Linked DNA regions of Capsicum annuum: region 2 is linked to region 1. Evidence: chromatin contacts called from public Hi-C data. All regions are on one chromosome and are shown on one strand. Each heading gives the region's core, a stretch centred on a gene start, on an enhancer-like site or on the middle of the called end of the contact. The rest is flanking DNA. Distances are from core to core; before and after follow the strand shown. Region 1 overlaps LOC124886441 (a long non-coding RNA gene). Region 2 overlaps LOC107854884 (long chain acyl-CoA synthetase 6, peroxisomal).

The links. Hi-C and Micro-C count contacts between places; a contact is called where the count stands out from the background.
Region 2: a contact with region 1 is called in a Hi-C map of bud, with 4 times the contacts expected there. The contact joins two enhancer-like sites. A contact is called at or near these places in 2 of 5 Hi-C or Micro-C datasets (bud and leaf).

The regions. Positions count from the first base shown.
Region 1 is chr8:153,381,607-153,384,926 of UCD10Xv1.1, reverse strand. LOC124886441 (a long non-coding RNA gene) reads right to left here. Exons shown (of 4, transcript XR_007043613.1): 4 at 2,820-3,121. Among protein-coding and RNA genes, the nearest start is that of LOC124886441, 9.8 kb to the right of the region's middle. Within about 2 kb of position 1,521, at least 2 of the 5 cell types and tissues checked have an H3K27ac peak or open chromatin away from gene starts, as enhancers often do. A contact at or near this core is called in bud and leaf, where this site is marked.
Region 2 is chr8:153,512,960-153,516,279 of UCD10Xv1.1, reverse strand. It overlaps LOC107854884 (long chain acyl-CoA synthetase 6, peroxisomal), which reads right to left. Exons shown (of 23, transcript XM_016699881.2): 18 at 3,261-3,320; 19 at 2,882-2,985; 20 at 2,722-2,807; 21 at 1,975-2,061; 22 at 1,779-1,865; 23 at 1,583-1,684. The coding sequence ends at 1,586. LOC107854883 (aminopeptidase P2) reads left to right here. Exons shown (of 13, transcript XM_016699880.2): 12 at 1-18; 13 at 498-785. The coding sequence ends at 569. Among protein-coding and RNA genes, the nearest start is that of LOC107854883, 11 kb to the left of the region's middle. Within about 2 kb of position 1,584, at least 3 of the 5 cell types and tissues checked have an H3K27ac peak or open chromatin away from gene starts, as enhancers often do. A contact at or near this core is called in bud and leaf, where this site is marked.

The sequences.
Region 1 (3,320 bases), core at 272-2,771:
TGATGGCATAATTAAGATAACCATAGAATTATTAGGGGTACTGTATTTGTTTTTTGTTTTAATAAAGGCAAAATGATCGTCTGGACCCCTGTACTTTGTCGGTTTTATAAGTTGGACATTTCTACTTGCATGTTTGTCATCTGAACCCTTTAACCCATTAAAAAGCAACATTTTACATCCTTTGACCATTGACCAAGCCTATGTGGCATTCAAATGCTGACTAGGACAAAGAGCGTGTAGTCACACGCTTGGGGTGCGAGTGAGGGTCAATTTTTGACCAATTTTATATTAAAATAATTTTTTTTTTTAAAAAAAAAGTAGCACTCAATTTTTTTTAGTTTTTAAATTTAAAAATATTTTAAAAAATTTAAAAATAATAATAAAAAAAAGGTCACCCCCAACTCCCTCCCCCAATCCAGCCGCTCCCCCAGCCCACCCAATCCCGTCCCAGCACCCCCCGCCCGTCGCAGCCCCGTCGCAGCACCCCCTACCCCACCCAGCCCAGTCCCAATACCCCCAACCCCACCCAGCTTCATCCCAGCACCCCCCACTTGATACCAACAATAATGTACAAAAAATTTACTTTCCTTAGCATCTCTACTTCACCATTTTCCCTCAAAAACAATTCAAACCCTCCATTGATGCCAACAACAATGTACAATCGCCCTCCATTGTCCATCATTTCACTTCTCCATTCGAACTCAAACAAGCCATTGTCTTCCTCATCAAAAGCAACAAACGTCTCTCCCTCCTTCCCCTTCCTCGTATTGCTTCCATTTATGCACTCACTCCTCATTTTTCCTTCGCACAGCAGATCTGGGCAATCCCTGAAGAGGGTCTTTGCTTTGTTTTTTTTTTTGTCAAGTCTTTGTTGTAGTTGATATTGTTGTTGTTCAATTAACAACAATAATAAATCCAGTATATTCCCACCTAGTGGGGTCTGGGGAGGATAGAATGTACGCAGTCCATACCACTACCTCTAAAGAAGTAGAGATGTTGTTTCCAATAGACCCCCGGCTCAAGACACAGGACAATATACAAAAAAATTTAAAGCATGAAATATGATAAAACTAACATAGATGCAACATCCACAAAAATATTGTACATTACCAAACAAAAGACACCAAAATCCTCCAAACTACGAACTACGATTCATCCACCCACCTTATCCTTCTATCCTAATGTTTTTCCTCCAAACCTTCCTATTCAGGGTCATGTTCTTAGTGAGATGTAACTGCTCCGTGTCACGTCTAATCACTTCTATCCAGTATTTCTTCGGTCTACTCCTACCCCGCTTGAAACCATCTATCACTAGTCTCCCACACCTACGAACTGGGGCATCTGTGCCCCTCCTCATCACATGACCAAACCATCTCAATCTCACTTCCCGCATTTTTTCCTGTAGCAATACCACTCCCACCTTCTCCCGAATAATCTCATTCCTAACCCTGTCAGCCCTTGTAAGACCACACATCCAACGCAACGTTCTCATTTCCGCCACCTTCAACTTTTGGATATGAAAATTCTTAACAAAAAAAAAATTGAATTACCCAAATCACAAAAATTTCAAATAAAGCATAAAAATTGAATTTTTACATTGAATTTCAAATTTCTCAAATTACCCAAATCACAAAAAATTCAAACAAAGCATAAAAATTGAATCTTTACGTTGAATTTCAAGTTTCTTGAATCACCCAAATCACAAAAATCTTCAAAATCTTTCTTTTCATACTTCTTAAATTTTTCGGTCCTTACTTTAAATTTTTTCGTAGAGCAAGAAGAATAACAAGATGAAGATGATAAAGGAAAAGAAGAATGAGAAGAGGAGGAAGAAGAATAAGAAAAAGAAGAAGAAAGAAGAAATGGAGAAAGAAAGAACGGGAAAGGCAGAAAAAGAAAGAAAAGGGGGAAGAGAGAGAAGGGGGTGTTTGTTTATTTATTTATTTTAATATTTAATATTTTTTATATATAAAAATGATACGGAAAATGATGTGACAGATGTGGCAGCCGACGTGACAGCTGACGTGGAGCGAGTGTAACACACTCACCGAAAAAGTGTTTAAAATGTTGCTTTTTAATGGGTCAAAGGGTCCAGATGACAAACATGTAAGTAGAAGTGTCCAACTTAAAAAACCAATATAGTATAAGGGTTCAGAAGATCATTTTGCCTTGAATAAATATAATATTTGGATAGTCAATAATATCTTTTTCATCGCTACATAATTTTACAATATCAATAATTTGAAGAATAAACCTACAAAAAAGTAGAATACATAGTCTCCCATTTGAATCCTAGCACAGGCAAAAAAGACACTAAGTTGTTCTTACAATATGTCCTAGACTCAGTGGACAGAGTTATCTGGTATCTGGTATCTGTTGCTGGCAGGAGGGGGTAGGTATTCCATGAATTTAGTCGAGGTGCGCGAAAGCTAATTCGGACATTACAGTTCTAAAAAAAAATGGTTGGCTACATGGTAGAGCTATTACAAAATGATAGGATAAAGATAAGAAAAGAGTATGAAATAGTAATAAATAAAGAATAAATAAATAAATAGAAATAAGTACACCAAATTATTTGTTACACAAAAATATGACTTTTTCATCATTTCTAAAAGATGGATTTAAGGATAAATACAATAAAATTTAAGTAATAATCAAAATCGTGTTTAAATTAACAAAACACAATAATTACAACATGTAACATGTCACGACCCGTCCTCTCAACAAAGTCATGAACGGCACCTAGTGCCTTACTTTACCGAGCCAACCGACTTAACTATTCTAACATGTAATTTCATGTCACATACCCCACACACATATAAAATAAATGACAAGTATCTTTATTAGAACACCAGTTCAAATGATTCTTAGAGTAATTCAAAGTAACATGATCAACCATAGCCAACTAAAAATACGTCTATGAAGCCTCTACTAGAGTGCTAAGAGGAATGCACAGGACATAGATTTCCTGGCTAATCTCTAAAGTGAATACTGAAAAAGAAATAAGTGAATGAAGTTGATGAAAGAAGAGAAACTCCACGATCAAGAGCGGAGCACACCAATCAGCTTCTAGAATAAAACGGCTTAGCTTGTAGTCTGCTCGTCTATATTACCTGCACACCTACATTGACATAAGTCAATATAGGTTCCACAAAGAGAACGTCAGTACACCACTAGAGTCTCAACATTCCCCATTACTAATATCAGAACGAGACATTGTATAAAACATATATGGGATAAGGGAATGAGAGAAAACAAGTCAGCATGCCTTATGGAGCATATTACAGAGTAAAGCAAGAGAACAATCACAAAACTTATAG
Region 2 (3,320 bases), core at 335-2,834, 130 kb before region 1:
TTGCAAGTTTGGGAAAAGGTAAGCATCCAAGAGGATTTATTTTGTTCTTCTTCCGATGATGTGTGTTATGTTCTGTATAAAATGAGCACAATTTTATTTTTTTTCTTGATAAAAAAAAATGAACAAAAACCTCACTTGACTACCAAGCGGGGATTATATTCCATGCAAAGAAAACCCTGCGCAATCACTTTGCACTGTAATCTAGAATATCATAGAGTCCAGGTCATGTTGTTGCGTCGTAGCAGTTCACTGGTGCTGCTGGCATATGATTCCTCATATGCTGTTATTGTGCTGTCATCTGCTTTAGGTTGAGGGGGTAGAATTGCTGAGGTTTTAAGAAGCTGCTCTTTCGTCACCATAGTTGTTTGTGAATGATAATGTGTACAACACCTGTTTTCTGTTTCCTCGGTCCAGAAAGCCAAGTGAAATAGTTAAATTTTCGTGGTTGCTTTTTTGATGTTTAAGACTGCTATTAGCTAACTGGAGATCATCTTTAGGTTTCACCTCTGGTGGATGGTTCTGCACGTCAATGGCTTTGGAACAACACACAGCCTCTTACAAAGCTGTAATTCCTGTATACCTACTCTGTCAATAATACGATGTTCCATCATTCATCAATTCTTGTACATACATTGGAGATCAATAATTTGATAATTAAGAGTTACAGCTACTGATATACGTTCTAGACAGGTCAATGAACTTTATTGTACAATATACCATGAACGTCTAGCATTATTAAGGACGTTAAAGGATATACAATATTGTGTTGTAGGCTATAAGCCAAATCCATGCGCCTGAATGAGTTTATTGTGTCACGCTGTCATTTTATAAGGCATAAAGCAATATGCTCAGTTCTCTTTTCAATCATTAACTTTTCGTCCTTATAAGTTGTACTACTATGTAATTCCAGGAGCACAATCTCAACCTAGATGCATCCAACACCTTTTTGCTATCCGATCTTCAACCAGCCATAACATTTGTAATGCGTTCCACCCTCCGATACTGGAACTGGTTTTTGCCGTCTTAGGCTGTCCTTCCGCCTACAAGAATGGCTGCTCAAAGTAGGCTTGTTCATCGATATATGATGTGAGGCACTCAGACGCTTGATGGACAGATAGCAGCCAAATGCTGCATAATGCAGTTGGGATGGGAAATATGGGGAAAACGTACACAATGTTTCTAGTATCAGCAACTACTCTATTATTCAGATAAAAATTCGAGACAATTTTAGAAAATAGTGTCCAGAGGTCCTTTAATCGTTTAGCGAGAGCAATTTCCGCCACCAATGGTAGAATACGGTGTTAAAATTCTTCAAAGATTCATCCCCTTTTACATGCTTTATTGACAACATTGCCATCAACTATCAAAGGTTAAAACTATTTATATCTTCAGAAAAACTTATGGTGAATTTATATTATTTGGACACCGTGCACATTACAAGAAGAAATCTATTAACTCGAGACTCAATAAATCCTGTGAGCTTTCTTTTCTATTCTACAATAATCATTTGTTTGGTATTTATTTCGAAGAATGGAAAGTAGGGGTGAACAGCTGAAGCCTTCTCGGTTGCTTTTTTTTTTTAAGGTCATAGTGCTTTCTGGGATGCTGGATCTGATGTAGAAAGCTCATTATACATATCAGATATAGCTTTGGCGAAATAAGCCTTCGCCTGCGGTCTCTTAACCTGGAAATTGGAACAGAGTAGAAAAAGTACATCAGCAAAATCATATTCATGCCTCCCCCCCTTAAAGTTTAAACATTGAGACAAAGTCAATTACCTTGAACGTGGGAGTAAGAAGACCATTTTCAATTGTGAAAGGCTCGATAGTCAATGTTACAGCTTTTACAAATTCAAAACCTCTCAACTGTATAGCAGTAAAAAGAGAGCATCATTTGCTGATCGACTGAGAGATTCAATTGGCATTTTAAGAAACTCACACCCAGGTAAAAGAAAGCCAAAGTAAAATAAATTACCTGAGCATCCCTTCCGACAGCATCCATCTCAGCAAGAACTGCCGCCCTTGCTCTTGGATCATTGCAAAGTTGTCCCAAATCTTCATACTGGAGACATCACATCAACAAAGGGAAATGGATCAACTAGCTTCTCAGAAAATGACAGACAAATATCTTCAACACCATAGCCTGAAGTTTTATTTGTTTACAGCTATATATGATAAAACTAAATTCTGAAGAGCAGGTCAGATGACTAATTTTTTGTAACTAATGAGTTTTAGATATGCGATAAGTTTATATTTAAGAAGTTTCTTCTTTTGGGATGAAGTGATGTATTCCATGAAAAGCATCAAGACGTTTTTATTGTTTCACTGACACTTGGAAGTATTGTATTTGCTTTAGTGGCTTTACGTAACATGGTGACTACATATTTTATTGTGCTTAGTGACATAAATGTCAATTTCCTAGATTTCACTTGACCATAGGAATGTATAGAAATACGCCATTAGCAGGATCAAAAGTTAGCCAGACATGAATTACCAGTATATTTTAGGGGAAGCTCTAGAAGCAAGTTGTGATTTATTTATTTTTACAAACGTGGTGTTGGGGCCGCAGCTCATGTGCTCTGTGCAGAGTTAAAGATGGCACACTCAAAATATGAAGGTAAATGTAATGCAACACGAAACTCTAATGATGACCTCCACTCAAGTTTGCTTTAAGTGAAGCATTTCACAAGATGTAAATGCAATGTTGAAAATTAAGAGTTACCTTGATTCCCTCAGATGATGCCCATTCCTTCAAGACATCTGGCTCTACACAAACTACCGCTACTAAAGAGGAATTAAAGCTATCACCTGTGAATGTAGCAACAGTGAGTGAAGGACATTGTTTAATGATTCCGTAAAAGAGAATCTTATAATCTGCTCACCATAGACGAAGCATTGTGCAATAAATTTGCATTTAGCATAAACGTTCTCAATTTTCTCAGGGGCAATGTATTCACCCTGCGCCAACTTGAAGATATTTTTCTTCCTGTCCACAATAAGCATTCAGAACATTCTACCATGTAAGACAATTAAGGCGCAGAAAGATGGATGGTTTAATATCAAAAGGGCCAAATGAAAGTTCAGAACAATGTAATTACATCATTGTACAATTTATTTGATGGAAATGGTGGGGTTGACAGAAAATCCTTGTCAACCACTTGGTGCCCAGAAATATATCGGTGGGGTGGGAGAAAGTTGTTTTGTATCTCACATTAAAAATATCTAAGGTTGTCTCTCCTAATCACATCAAATAGATTCTACCTGTCAATAATCTTCAAGCGGCCTCCAGGTAACCATAATCCAATATCACCAGTATGCAGC